Regions from separate parts of the Hordeum vulgare genome. Here region 1 is linked to region 2. A link is a contact called in public Hi-C data. All regions are on one chromosome and are shown on one strand. Each heading gives the region's core, a stretch centred on a gene start, on an enhancer-like site or on the middle of the called end of the contact. The rest is flanking DNA. Distances are from core to core; before and after follow the strand shown.

Evidence for each region. Hi-C and Micro-C count contacts between places; a contact is called where the count stands out from the background.
Region 1: a Hi-C map of leaf shows a contact between it and region 2, with 4 times the contacts expected there. The contact joins two enhancer-like sites. A contact is called at or near these places in 3 of 6 Hi-C or Micro-C datasets (leaf and seedling).

Annotation. Positions count from the first base shown.
Region 1 is chr6H:110,748,954-110,756,386 of MorexV3_pseudomolecules_assembly, forward strand. No RefSeq gene overlaps it. Among protein-coding and RNA genes, the nearest start is that of LOC123404768, 94 kb to the left of the region's middle. Within about 2 kb of position 4,623, at least 2 of the 3 cell types and tissues checked have open chromatin away from gene starts, as enhancers often do. A contact at or near this core is called in leaf, where this site is marked.
Region 2 is chr6H:110,564,103-110,571,521 of MorexV3_pseudomolecules_assembly, forward strand. No RefSeq gene overlaps it. Among protein-coding and RNA genes, the nearest start is that of LOC123402493, 14 kb to the left of the region's middle. Within about 2 kb of position 2,074, at least 2 of the 3 cell types and tissues checked have open chromatin away from gene starts, as enhancers often do. A contact at or near this core is called in leaf, where this site is marked.

The DNA of each region.
Region 1 (7,433 bases), core at 3,373-5,872, 190 kb after region 2:
TTTGTGAGCTCCTTGTTCTTCCTCTCATATTTCTCCATAGCTTTTGTCGTTGTGGAGGGATTTGAGTGTGAGGGACTTGACCACTTCGTGTGTTCTTGCCATTGCATTAGTTGCATCGGTTTGAGTTCTCCACGGTGATACGTGGAAGTGAGAAGTTGAGAAGCTTATTACCTTTGGTACTTAGTACCCTAGATATTGTTCTTCGTGGATGCTTTGGCGTCCTAGAATCTTGGTGGTGTCTCGGAGCTCAATCGTTGTGGTGTAAAGCTCCGGGCAAGCGTCGGGGTCTCCAATTAGGTTGTGGAGATTGCCCCGAGCAATTTTCTTGATGACAAGTTGCTGATATACTTCTCGCCCCTTGTTGGTTACCCCAAGTGGAAGGTGGAGATGTAGTCAGCAGCAGATTTCCCTTACACGGGGACTGTAAGGTTTATCGAGCCAGGAGGAATCCAGGATCAACAAGTAGGTGTTTGCTACTCTCGCGCTAGCAGAAGACGTGGACCTACACACACAACAAATAACTTTGCTCCCAACGAGTTCAGAGAGATTATCAATCTCTTCGGCCTTGTAGTTTGCAAAGGATCAAAACACAAGCGGGAATAGCGATAGTGGTTGCAACGGAAAACTAAAAAAAAAGCAGTAAATAGTGGAGGTGTAAACAGTGGTGGTAATATGGACCAGAGTCCCATGATGTTCACTAGTGATGTCTCTCTCCCAAAAGACGAGAAACAACTATGCTGGGTAAACAAATTACAGTTGGGAAATTGACAGAATTATAAACGCACCGCAATGCTAATCATGCTACTAGAAAGTTAGAGGCTCAAAAGTAATGGGAGTACTCCAAGACAAGTAGACCGTTTATCCATCATCATCTACTCTCTAATCATCCACCTTGAGATATCTATCCAGAACATCTCGTTGGTATTAAGTTGCGAGCCCCATCCAAAGTGTAAACTCAAAGCAACAGACAACTATATTAACGAACTTCGCGTAAGGTAAACAATCCTTGTAACCGTGGTCACAAGCACCGTTGTTTTCTCCCTGGTGGCAACAACACATCCCTTAGTCTCATGTTTCTCGCACTCAAGCTAGACATCAGGGGGCATGAACCCACAATCATGCATAACGCTCCCTCTTGGAGTTACAATCTACTACTCGGACAAAGCAATAAAAAGCAACGGAGAACATGCATGAATTACTCAAGAACATAATATAAAAGGAGAACCAAATATATAACTTAGCACAATCTGAACATAATCTCATAATCCATCGGATCCCAGCAAACTCAACATAGCAACAGCAGGTAAATTACATAGATGCCTTGATCATGTAGGGAAGCTCACAAGGACTAAGCATTGAAGCACAAGATTGGAGAGAAGACATCACATAGCTACTGGTCATGGACTCATGGCCCAAGGAGGACTATTCATGACACGTCCGGGAAGCATCCATGGTGGTGGAGAAGCTCCCGGAGGTCAGTCCTCCCTCCGGCAGGGTGCCAGGAAGAGGTCTTCTGGCGCTCCCGATCTCGGAAGCGCTGCGACGGCGGCAAGGTGGAGAAATTAACGATTCTTGATATATCTTTAGGGTTTTCCGTCCGAGGGATAAATATAGGCCAAAGGAGGGCGCCAGGGGGTGGACCCTCCAACCAGGCGGCCTGGTGGCGCGGCCAGCAGGGAGCCCGCGCAAGCTTGCCGCCTGGGTGAGGCCCGACTCCCCTATGGCCCACCTTGGTGTTTCGTGAAGCTTTCGTCACGCTGTTTTTATATATATTCTCGGGATTTTTGAGGCTCTGTAAATTAGGGTAAAGTCCCTGCAATTAAAAGACATCAGAAGACAGAAACTGGCACTGGGTGCACTGAGTTAGTAGGTTAGTCCAAATATGTGTAAAAAGATATAAAAGTGTAGCAAAACATATAACAATGTCACCCAAAAGAGCATGGAACAAACAGAAATTATAGATACGTTTGGGACGTATCAGGGAGCAACGAGGTTGATGTAGAGTCCCTTTGTGATTGATCCCCCTCCGGCAGGGCATGTGAACAGGGCTCCAGATGGGATCATGGTGGAACCGAAGCTTATGATGGCGGAGAAAGTGATCCGGGTGGCTCTTCGATGTTTTCCCAATATTAGAGCCGACCGGAGGTGGTCCCAAGCCATGAGGGTGTAGCCAACCCCCTGGGCGCGCCATATTGGCTTGGAACCACCCTGTGTGGCCCTCGGTCTCCCTCCAAAGCTTCCATGTCTTATTTTTGTCGAGAAAAAACTGTCAAAAAGTTCCGCTGTAGTTTGGTGTTGATTTCCTGAAAAGCCAAAAACATGCCGAAAACATCAACTATCACTAGGCACTAGGTTAATCGGTTGGTTCCCAAAAATTATATAAAATAACATATAAATGCATATAAAGTATCCAAGATTGGTAATATAATATCATGGAGCAATAAAAATTATAGATACATTGGAGACGTATCAATGACTAACAGGAATCAAGCTTGGGTGTTCTACGTCTAAAACATATTTGTAATGAAGATTAGGGATGTTATCGCTTTTATATACTTTTTATAGCAATTTGTACTATTTTAGGACTAACCTATTAATCTAGTGCCAAGTGTGAGTTTCTATTTTTTTCTTGTTTTTCGTTCTACAAAAAAAAATACCTGCGATGGTTCAAACATGATGCCATTTTTGATGATTTTTATGGACCATAAGGAACACTCGAAGCTTTGGGAGTCATCGAGAGGAGTCACGAAGGCCCCACAAGCCCATGTGGCACAGCCAGGCGGTGGTCGTGTCACCTAGGATTTTGGGACCCCTTGATCCACTTTTTCAACTAATTCCATTGCCGTAAATTCCTATAAATAACAAACCACTATCGTTCTTTCTAAAGAGAAATATCGCTGCCGCAAGCCTCTATTCCAAAGCCTTCATGAGCCGTGTTTTGGAGTTTTGTTGGAGGGGATCCATTGGAGGAGGCATCTTCATCATCCTTGTTACCTGCACGACAATGTGTGAGTACTTTCTTCAGGACCTACTTCTCCATAGTAGTAGAAAGATGGTTACTTCTCTCTCTCTTTCTGTATCTTCAATGCCATGTTCCCCTTCTTCCCTGTTTAATTGGGATCGATACGATGTAATTTTGCAATATGTTTATTGGGACATGATGAATTTTGAGTTTATGATCAGATTGTTCATTTAATTTATTTTAATACTTTATAACTTATTTGTTGTATGTATGATTTTCGATCTATTTGTCTTCTCCGGCGAAGATTGATTGGTAGATCTTCACCAGAGGAAGTGGTGCATAGTAGTGGAGTCATTCTTGTGTTGATTTCTATATCCCATTTATAGAATGGGGACAAGACATATATTATATTGTTGCCACTAATAAGAAACCGGTGAGATTGTATCTTATTGCTACGTTTCTTCGTGTCTACATTTGTCATCGTGCTTAAAGTATTACTCTGTTTCTTTGAAATTAATGCTTTAAGATGCTTTCTGGATAGCGGTCTTGGGATGGAGTAATAGTAGTAGATGCAGTTGGATTAACAGTCTACTGATGAGATTATGTCATGAATGATCATAGTCATACTCATTGCTATTCTTGTCAATCGCCCAACAGTAATTTGTTACCATGACATTTGCCTTCTTTTCGAGAGAGATGTCTCTAGTCAACCTATGGCCCCCCGGTCCATTCTTCCATTAAAACAAGGTTCAATAAAAATGATCTTTACTTTCTGTAACGACCAAGATGCGGTACTTTTCTTATTTAGGGACGAGGCCTCAAAAGGGGTAAAGGGTCGCATCTTAGCGTATCGCAAGTAGGATAACGAAATAAGTGTTGGGTGGAAATAACACAATCACGCTCAAGAAAAACGAAAGAAGGAATACAAAAAGAACACAAATATATGATGACAACAGAGATATGATGCCCCACTAAAAAGGTGAGAAGGAGGATATAAACGGCAACACAAATATGATGCCACGCTAAAAGGACATGATTCTATTATGGTCTTAAGTCGTGGTTATTGGATTAAGAGTATGTTATTTTTTCTTTTGTTTCGTTGCAACACAAAGGCTATGTTGCTAGTCATCTACCAATGAAATCAAAATGTTCCATAAATTTGGTACACGCACAGATGATCTCTCGTTGTACCTAATTTCGTGTGGTCAGTCAACATCACAGCAATTAAAATACGTACTTGCTAACTACTTTCTCCGTTCCTAAATATAAGTCTTTTAAGAGATTTCACTAGGGGTCTACATACGAAGCAAAATGAATGAATCTACATTCTAAAGTATGTCTATATACATCCGTATGTAGTCCACTAGTGGAACCTCTAAAAAGACTTATATTTAGGAAGGGAGGGAGTACACGATGGTATGTATATACTCTCGCGCCAAACTGTGTTAAACAGTCGTATTTATTCGTAGGTACAGTGAACCCCCAACAGCAAGAACACCGACAAAAAGAAAAGGAAATAAACAAACAACAGGATCGGTTGCTGCTCCCCTATCTCAAGTCGTCAACAGCCAAATCCCGTGTATTGCTATGAAGCAGTAGTATGTAGGTAGCCATGTAGACAGGCTACCAAGAGTATCTAAGCACTGATTCGGACTTGTTGACTACGACTCGCGCATTTAGACGAAGTTGTTGCGACACGCTCTCTCGGGCTCCTCTACGACTAGTGCTCGCGGCCCATGTGCGTTCACGTTGCCTGAACATGGGATATTGGACATTGACTTTGCTTCCTTGGAAAAAAGATGTTACTGCAATTCCAACGCAACGATGTAAATCAAACTGTGATTGGATGATTAAAAAAACACTGATATCCTTAAACTATCAAGGTTTTAAGTCTTGATGTGTGTGTTATTTCTAAATTTATTTTAAGATTTTCAGTGATACGTTTTTAGTAAAGGAGACGTTTCCGTCGACGTCGAGACGCATACACTAACTTTATAAATCTCAAGATGATATGCCGGCTCAGTCTTACGGAGGTGCTCAAAGGGATAGGATGTACATGTGTGCGTTCAAAAAGATGAGTGTATGGGCGTGTATATGAGCGCTTTCGTCCGTACTGTGTTAGTAAAAAACTCCCACCAATCCATTTCCTTCATGTGTATTTGTTTGGGTCAAAACGAACACAAAATTCAGCCCAACGCCCGGATCCAAATGGACGAGCGTCCATTTTTTTTTTGCGTCTGCCGACCCATTTTCAGCTTAAATTTGGGCCTTATTTACGTTGGCGCGGACACGACACGACCTATTTCTCATCCTCATTTTTCCAAAAAAAAACTCCCGCACGCTTGAGATCCCAGCCACTCACCATGGTCGATGTGCCGACCCTCGACGCCCCCACCGGCCTCGCCTCCCTCTCTTCTGTCGCCTCCGTCAAAGGCAAGTCCCCCGCGCCTCGCAAGACAGCGACGCCGCCCAAGAAAAGTAGTTGACTCCCGAGGAGTGAGCCATGCATTCCACCAAGAGGAAGGACTTGAAGCACGCCTAGGACCGCAAGCTCGAAGTCACGGTCATCGCTGCACAGCAGCAGGAAACCAATACCCGAGTAGTCGCGGCAACGAAGGAGGCCCTGCTCTTCCTAGGGTTAAACCTTGGCCATCACGGGCTCGTCAGCACCGCTGTGGTCGCGGCCAGCACGGGGTCGTCAACATTCCCTCGGGTGGTACTACCAGAGTCATCACGCGCATCTGCCGTTGTCGATTCTTGGCTTCCATGTCTATCTGCACGCCTCTCGCTTCTTTGAGGAATGCTCGCCGAAGGTGAGCATGGTGGCGCCGTCCACGCCCGCTCCCATGGCCATCAACCTCGACGCCACACTGGTACCATGAACGCAAGAAGTTCATGTCGTCCCAAATGGAGAACAAGCGCGGGTGGGTGTCTCTCTTGAAGCGATGGAGGGTGATACAACAAGAGTGCAACAAGTTTTGTGTAATCCTTAAGAGCATCGAAGCACATCCCGTGAGCGGCCTCGGCATCAAACATATGGCATATATTGGCCCCTCTTCGTATCTATTTTCATTGTGCCTACATGTCCATTTGCCAATATGCTTGCATGCTATTCATTTGTAGGCATTTCAAGATTTGGAGGCATTCAAGGCCCAACATGATGGCAAGCCCTTCAATCTCACCCATTGTTGGATGATCATCAATGGGGACGAGAAGTTTAAGACACAATATGCCGCCATCAAGGTGCATGGGGGGATGAAGCCGTCATGGAGAATGGTGAGGACGAGAAGCCACGACCACGGGGGAAGACCATCTCCAAGAAGGAGACAAGCGTGATGCGGCTTCGATTGCCTTGCATGCCACCTTGGAGGACATGATGAGCAAGAAGGACATAAGGAAGGAAAAGTGTTGGCAAGACAATGAAGAGCAAATGAACACCTTCATGGAGATCCAAAGGAGGAGGCTTCGGCTTGTTGCAGAGAAGCAAACGAAGATGCTCAAGATGTAGGCGGAGAAGCAAGCGAAGATGCTCGAGATCGAGTCTGTCAATGTCAATACCAAGGAAAAAAGAAGAGGCGCTCGCTAGCATGATGACGGGGCTGGAGATCATGAAGGTGGACTTGTGCGCGGTGACACCGAGGAAGAGGCCATGGTCCGAGAAAATGTAGGCCGACATGCTCAAGTTCGATGACGAGTGATCTATGAGGGAGAGCGTCATCCTTTTTTGGATGTCGGCAAGTGTGTTGGCATTATTATGGCCGAGATGGCGTGGTTGAACTCCTGCCCCTTTTTGTGTGGTGGCATGTGCGTCGGCCGATGGCAAGTGCGTCAACATGAACTATGCGGTGAATCTTTTTGGAGGCTCGCATGTGTCGGCCGCTAACATAGTGCTAACATGAACTTTCTATGATGGCATGGCCAATGGCATGATCTATGATTACGGGCCTTCTAAAAATTATGTGCGGACATGAAATGGATCAACGCGTTGGGCGCACTACCGACCCAAAGCAAAACGGAATGGATGACGAGCAGACAGTCGATCCATAAGGACGAAAAACACACAAAATAGTGTGTGTTTGAGTCGACGCGATGCGGAGACCCATTTTGTCCGCCACCGTATGTTTGGCTCACTGCGGACAAAAATGATGGCCCAACGTGCCGACCCATTGCCAAAACACGTCCGTACGGACCCATTTCCGACCCAAATTTGGGTCTGAAATGCGTAAGCGCGGACGCGTTGCACGTCCTCTCGGTGTCCATCGTGTCCCCACATGGTGGTGAGTCAACTACCGCATGTGTCTTTATTAATGATGACCGTTGAGCGCGGGCCCATGCGTCAGCAACTGTGGACGACCTTTTTTTATCCGAGCATGCGGGAGGGGGGGTCCTCATCCTCATCCACATGTGTGTCCCCATCTAGCCACCCCTCTGCTCCCCCATAGGCGACAACCCTAGCCACCAAGGGCTTCTT
Region 2 (7,419 bases), core at 824-3,323:
AATGAATTTTAATATGTCAAAACAATTCTAACAAAAATATTATGTGTTCTTTGTCACATCCAAATGCTACCTCAAAATTGTTAGGCTAAAAAGGTAAAGCATTTTGCCTATACAAAAAAGCAAATTAAACATGGATTGTTACCCCAAAATATACCTAGGCATCTCCGGCCCGACCGACCCCAAAATATAGGGCCTAGGCCCTATGGGCTTGCCCGTGGGCCGGGCTTGGACCTAAGTTTAGAGCCCACCAGCAGGCCCGGGCTGGACTTGGGCTTGACATATTAGGATTTTAAGGAAGAGGCCCAGCCCATGGCCCCAAGCCCGACGAGCTTTTCGACAGATGGGCCGGGCTTAGGCTTCAAAGGAGGCCCGATGGTAGTGCCCGGGCCTTAGTTTTCTGCTGTGGGATTTTTAGGGCCCGGCCCAAGGCGAGATATACCCCAAAATGTCACATCCAAATTTGTTTTTTTTCACCAACGAAACATCACTACTCCATTTTCGCATGAAAATTGTCAAACATGCTTGAGACACTAACACAAATATCTATAATCGTTTTTAGAATTTTTTGAAAATATTACTATTATTTTTCAGGCCAAAACACCTCTCCCGTGATACCCCATTACAGCCAGGAGCTCCTACTTGCCGCTCATTGCGGCACGGACTCCTCCGCCGCACAAGGCAGGCGCCCCCACTGGGCCAGCCTAGTTTTGTTTCTTTTTTGTTACTTTTTTCATTTTCTATTTATTTCTTTTTTTGGTTTGTTTTTTCTTTCGTTTTTTACTTTTTTTGTATTTGAAGCAAAATCATTTTTCAAATTTGAAGAACTATTTTGAAAAATCGTGAACAAATTTGGAAGTGTGAACATTTTTTTAAAGAACGGACATTTTTTGAATCTTGAGAATAAAATTTTGAAAAGCCCCAAACAAATTTGAAAGTGCGAACAAATTTTTAAATCACGAACTTTTTTTGAATTTTGAGAACAAATTTTAGAACCGAGAGCAATTTTGAATCATGAACAAATTTGGAAGCACGACCAATTTTTAAAAGCACAAACATTTTTTGACTCTTTAGAACAAAATTTGGAAAAGGAGAACAATTTTGAAAAACCCCGAACAAATTTGAAAGTGCGAGCAAATTTCTAAAGCACAAACATTTTTTAAAATTTGAGAACAAATTGTGAAACCGAGAATAATTTTGAAAAATCATGGACAAATTTGGAAGCGCGATTGTTTTTTGAACACAAACATTTTTTGAATCTTGAGAACAAATTTTTGAAAAACCCTAAACAAATTTGGAAGTACGAACAAATTTTAAAAGCACGAATATTTTTTGTATTTTGAGAACAATTTTTTAAAAATCCTGAACAAATTTGGAAGCGCAAACATTTTTTTAAAGCGTGCACATTTTTTGAATCTTAAGAACAAAATTTTGAAACGGAGAACAATTTTTAAAAACCCCAACCAAATTTGGAAGCGTGAACAAATTTTTAAAACACGAGCACTTTTTGAATCTTGAGAATAAAGTTTGAAACCGAGAACAAGTTTGAAAATCCTGAGCAAATTTGGAAGCACGAATAATTTATTCAAGCACGAATATTTTTTTAGTCTTGAGAACGAAATTTTGAAACGGAGACCAATTTTGAAATAAAACCCGAACAAATTTGAAAGCGGAACAACTTTTAAAGCACGAACCTTTTTTGAATGTTAAGAACATATTTTAAAACAGAGAACAAATTTGAATCTTTAGAACAAATTTTAAAACCAATATCATCTTTTGGAAAATACATAACAATTTTTTAAAATCGATAACATTTTTAGACAATCCAAAAATATTTTTTGAAACAGATATAGAAAAGAGAAAAAAGAAACAAAAAAAATGGAAAAGGAAAAAGCCGGTTCAGAAACTTTCTAGAAGTTTCCCAAAACCGAAAAACCCAACTAGGAACCTCTAGAAAATCCTAAAACCGGAACGCTGCACCCTCACTAAATAGGCCAGCCATTTGTAATCGATCCCTCTCCCACTCTGTGTGATCCCCCGCTTCGCACACAGCAAAGAATAGTGTTTTCTATTACAGCCAGCCTTACCTCGTAGTCCTTATATGCATCCTGTCATCCTGTCTTGCCTCGGGTTGAAGCAAGTGGGATATCAAATCATATTATAAATCTCGTTAAGCCTAAATGACACCGTATTCCCTTTTTTAGCCAAATAACGACACCGTATTCCTTTAACTCGCATACAAAATCTACTCTTTATCTCCTATCTCGCACAGTGCAAGGTAGAGTCTGTTGGAATGTATTGACCTTGTATATATTCTGTACATCTTCGCTTACGTGCACATACATATTTATCCACATAACGCACCTCTTCACTTCTATACTTTTGCCGATAAAGAACATTTTATCATTTAAAAATTTAAGCATTACATACGGTTTCTACATAACTGAGATGCACACAACCATAATCCAATTCAAGTTCTAAAAAAATCAAAAATATCAAAATACAAGTAATCATGAAGAGACTGTATAACGCCTAAGACGTAGTAGGGCCAATTCGAAGATCTTGCTACTGTTTATATCGGGTAAAACTATCCATCGTTGTAGCCTCCAAGCATGTACACATGTTGGTAAACAGGTTTTGATTATTCATACGTTGTAGAAACGACCATAAACATAGCATACCGGTGCACCTGTAGATAACTTGAAGAGAGAAGAACTTTATCGTTAAAAATCTTATCATTCCTACGTAGCCAAAATGACCAAATCACGACAAGCGTTGTCACCTTGAGAAGAATTCTAAACTTGTTATTGATCTCATGTAACCAGTTGACAAAAATATTAGCAACATTACGTGGAGAACACAAGCAGGGACGAAGCCAACATTCATTCATGCGGGGGAAGTTTATTCATGGAGGGGCCAAAGCTCACATGGAGTGATTTTTTTGGCTGCAACAACCGATATCATAGAAGAAGAATTAATTTGTTAGGGGGAGGACTAGACCCCCCCCCCCCCCCTAAATTCGTCCTTGAACATAAGCCATAAGCTAATTGAATGACTGGCCATACAGAAGGAGCCAATCTGCATAGGAAGAACAAGCTTCTTATGGTCTCATCATGATGACAAAAAATACATTACACACTTCCATGCCAATTCCTCTAAGTAAGGTTATCTTTAATAAAAATGACTCCTCAGCGAAGTACCACACAAAGATTTTATTTTTGAGTGGTATCTTCATCTTCCAAATCATTTTTTGTATATTTATATAGAAATATATTTATTGACATGACGCACCTGTTCATTATATCTTCGCATACGTACTAAGCATCTATTTTTTCTCTCTCAAATACACACGAGTGTGCGTATCATATATTAAAGAAGGATATGAAAGACTCCCTTCACATTGTTTGGTACAGAGTTATTTACATGCGTTTTATTGCCACACCACCAAAGCAAGCATCTACGACTACTCGCTACTACCCCACACTATCAACCCGGCTACAAACTCATCGACATCTCCTCTCAAGGGTCCGACATGCTTCGAATCTCGGGTCTCGCTTCGTATGCGTTCTAGCACGTGTCGTGTAGAAGGTGTTGCACCATGGAAGACGATCACATTGCGGTGAGTCCACAACTCCCACATGACAAGGATGCACATCGCCCTAGCCATCTTCCGGTGTTGTCTGAAGGCCTCCTATCTTGTGCACCAATCGGGAAGGACTCGTCCACCATGGGTGCGCGTCTCGGCTGCCCCCAAAGCCCTGCAAACCATCTTGAGATCTCCCTTGCAAACATGCATCCGATCATTAGATGATTCATGGTTTCATCATGTTGGACGCAGAAGGGGCACACAGCCTAGTGAGGAAGCCCCCTCTGCACCAACACATCGGAGGTCCAGCATCTATTCTTGATGGCCAGCCATGCAAAGAAGCGAAGCTTCAGGGGGGCCTCGACTTCCAGGTGAAGGTCGCCGTAGGTGCCACCTCAAATCTCGTGAACTTGGCTGCATAAACTGATCTGGGAGAGAACATGTCATTCCTCTCCCAAGCCCACAAAAAACGGTCGCGTGCATTATCCGTTGTGTGGACCTCGCGAACACGCTGCCACAGATCAAGGAACTGCGCAAGCATAGTGAGTGTGAGATCGGGCCTGATCCCTGCATCCCAGAAGTTGTTCGATAGAGCTTTCAAAGACCATGCATGTAGATATGAACCTTTTGGGAATCTTTGCATAGTTCAGGGGGGCAACTTCCTCCACTCGATAGCTGCCAAGACATCTATCCTCTCAGAAGAGCATCTCATTGCCATATCCCACCGTGGTCGTACATGCCGTGTTGGGAAACGTCGCATGGGAAACAAAAATTTTCCTACACGCACACAAGATCTATCCATGGTTATGACCATCTACGAAAGGGGAGAGTGCATCTACATACCCTTGTAGATTGCTAAGCGGAAGCGTATATAACGCGGTTGATGTAGTCGTACGCCTTCGCGATCCAATAACGATCCGTCCCGCGATCTCATCACGATTCGTCCCGCGATCTCATCACGATTCGTCCCGCGATCTCATCATGATCCATCCCGCGATATCATCACGATCCTTCCCGATCTAGTGTCGAATAGACGGCACCTCCACGTTCAGCACACGCACAACTCGATAACGATCACCGCCTTCTTGATACAGCAAGAGTGTTGGAGAGGTAGATGAGTTCTCCAGCACGACGGCGTGGTGGCGGTGATGGTGAACTAATCCAGCAAGGCTTCGCCAAGCTCCGCGGAACTAATCTAGAGGAGAAAACGATCTAGAGAAAGAGAGGGAAGCCGTGGCGTATTAGGGTTGGGGCTGCCCTCAAAATCCTCTAGTATATATAGGAGGGAGGGAGGGGAGGAGGCAGCCACAAACCCCCTAAGGGTTCGGCCGAAGTGGAGAGGAGGTGGAGGAGGCCACCTCCAATCCTATTCCTAGTAAGATTCCATCTTATCTCCTCCTTCCCTTTTCCCCTCTTTTCCCTTCTTTTGCTCCTTGGCCGAAATAGCCTTATTGGGCTGGCCGCACCAGCCCACTAAGGGTTGGTGCACCACCTTTAGGTCTATTAGGTTCTCTCTCGGGTGGGTGGCCCCTCCAGGTAAAACCCGGGAACCCATTCGTCACTCCCGATACTTTACCGGTAATGCCTGAAAACTTTCCGGAAGCCAAATGCAACTTTCCTATATATCAATATTTATCTCCGGACCATTCCGAAGCTCCTTGTGATGTCCGAGATATCATCCGGGACTCCGAACAACTTTTGGTTACCAAACACACATAACTCGATAATACCGAAACGTCACCGAACCTTAAGTGTGCAGACCCTGCGGGTTCGAGAACTATGCAGACATGACGTGACACACTCTACGGTTAATAACCAATAGCGGGACCTGGATGCCCACATTGGCTCCTACATATTCTACAAATATCTTTATCGGTTGAACCTCTATGTCAAGGATTCAGTTAATCCCGTATGCTGTTCCCTTTGTCCTTCAGTATGTTACTTGCCCGAGATTCGATCGTCGCTATCTCCATACCTAGTTTGATATCGTTACCGGAAAGTCTCTTTACTCGTTCCGTAATACAAGATCCCGTGACTAACTCCTTAATCACATTGCTTGCAAGGCTTATTGTGATGTTGTATTACCGAGTGGGCCCCGAGATACCTCTCCGTCATACGGAGTGACAAATCCCAGTCTCGATTCATGCCAACCCAACAGACACCTTCGGATATACCTGTAGAGAACCTTTATAGTCACCCAGTTACGATGCAACGTTTGATACACACAAGGTATTCCTCCAATGTCCGGGAGTTGCATGATCTCATGGTCATAGGAATATATACATTGACTTGCAGAAAACAATAGCAATAAACTGACACGATCATATGCTACGTTCATAGTTTGGATATTGTCCATCACATCATTCTCCTAATGATGTGATCCCGTTATCAAGTTACAACACTTGTCTATGGCTAGGAAACCTTGACCATCTTTGATCAACGAGCTAGTCAACTAGAGGCTCACTAGGGACAGTGTGTTGTCTATGTATCCACACATGTATTTGAGTTTCCAATCAATACAATTCTAGCATGGATAATAAACGATTATCATGACAAGGAAATATAATAATAACCAATTTATTATTGCTTCTAGGGCATATTTCCAACAGTCTCCCACTTGCACTAGAGCCAATAATCTAGTTCACATCACTATGAGATTGTAATGAATCTAACACCCATACAGTTGTGGGGTTCGATCATGTCTTGCTTGTGAGATAGGTTTTTAGTCAACGGGTCTTAACCTTTCAGATCCGTGTGTGCTTTACAAATATCTATGTCATCCTATTGATGCTGCTACTGTAGGAAATATGCCCTAGAGGCAATGATAAAATAGTTATTATTATATTTCCTGTTTCAAGATAATCGTTTATTATCCATGCTATAATTGTATTGAATGAAAACATAAATGCATGTGTGGATATATAGACAAAACTATGTCCCAAGTAAGCCTCTAGTTGACTAGCCAGTTGATCAAGGATGGTTAAGGTTTTCTGACCATATGCAAGCATTGTCACTTGATGACGGGATCACATCATTGGGAGAATGATGGGATGGACAAGACCCAAACAATAAACGTAGCATGTGATCGTGTCATTTTGTTGCTATTGTTTTCTGCGTGTCAAGTATTCATTCCTATGACCATGAGATCATGTAACTCACTTACACCGGAGGAATACCTTGTGTGTATCAAACGTCGCAATGTTACTGGGTGACTATAAAGGTGCTCTATAGGTATCTCCGAAGGTGTTCGTTGAGTTAGCATGGATCAAGACTGGGATTTGTCACTCCGTGTGACGGAGAGGTATCTCGGGGCCCACTCGGTAAGACAACATCACATATAAGCCTTGCAAGCAATGTGACTAAAGTGTTAGTCACGGGATCTTGTATTACGGAACGAGTAAAGAGACTTGCCAGTAACGAGATTGAAATAGGTATAGGGATACCGACGATTAAATGTCGGGCAAGTAACATACCGAAGGACAAAGGGAATGGTATATGGGATTATATGAATCCTTGGCATAGAGGTTCAATTGATAATATCTTCGTAGAATATGTAGGATCCAATATGGACATCCAGGTACAGCTATTTGATATTGACCGGGGAGTGTCCCAGGTCATGTGTGCATAGTTCTCGAACCCGCAGGGTCTGCACACTTAAGGTTCGGTGACGTTTCGGTATAGTTGAGTTATAGGTGTTGGTGATTGAAGTTTTGTTCGGAGTCCCGGATGAGATCACGGACGGCACGAGGGTTTCCAGAATGGTCCAGAAATGAAGATTGATATATAGGATTGTTTCATTTGGCTTCCGGAAAGATTTCGGGCATTACCGGTAGTGT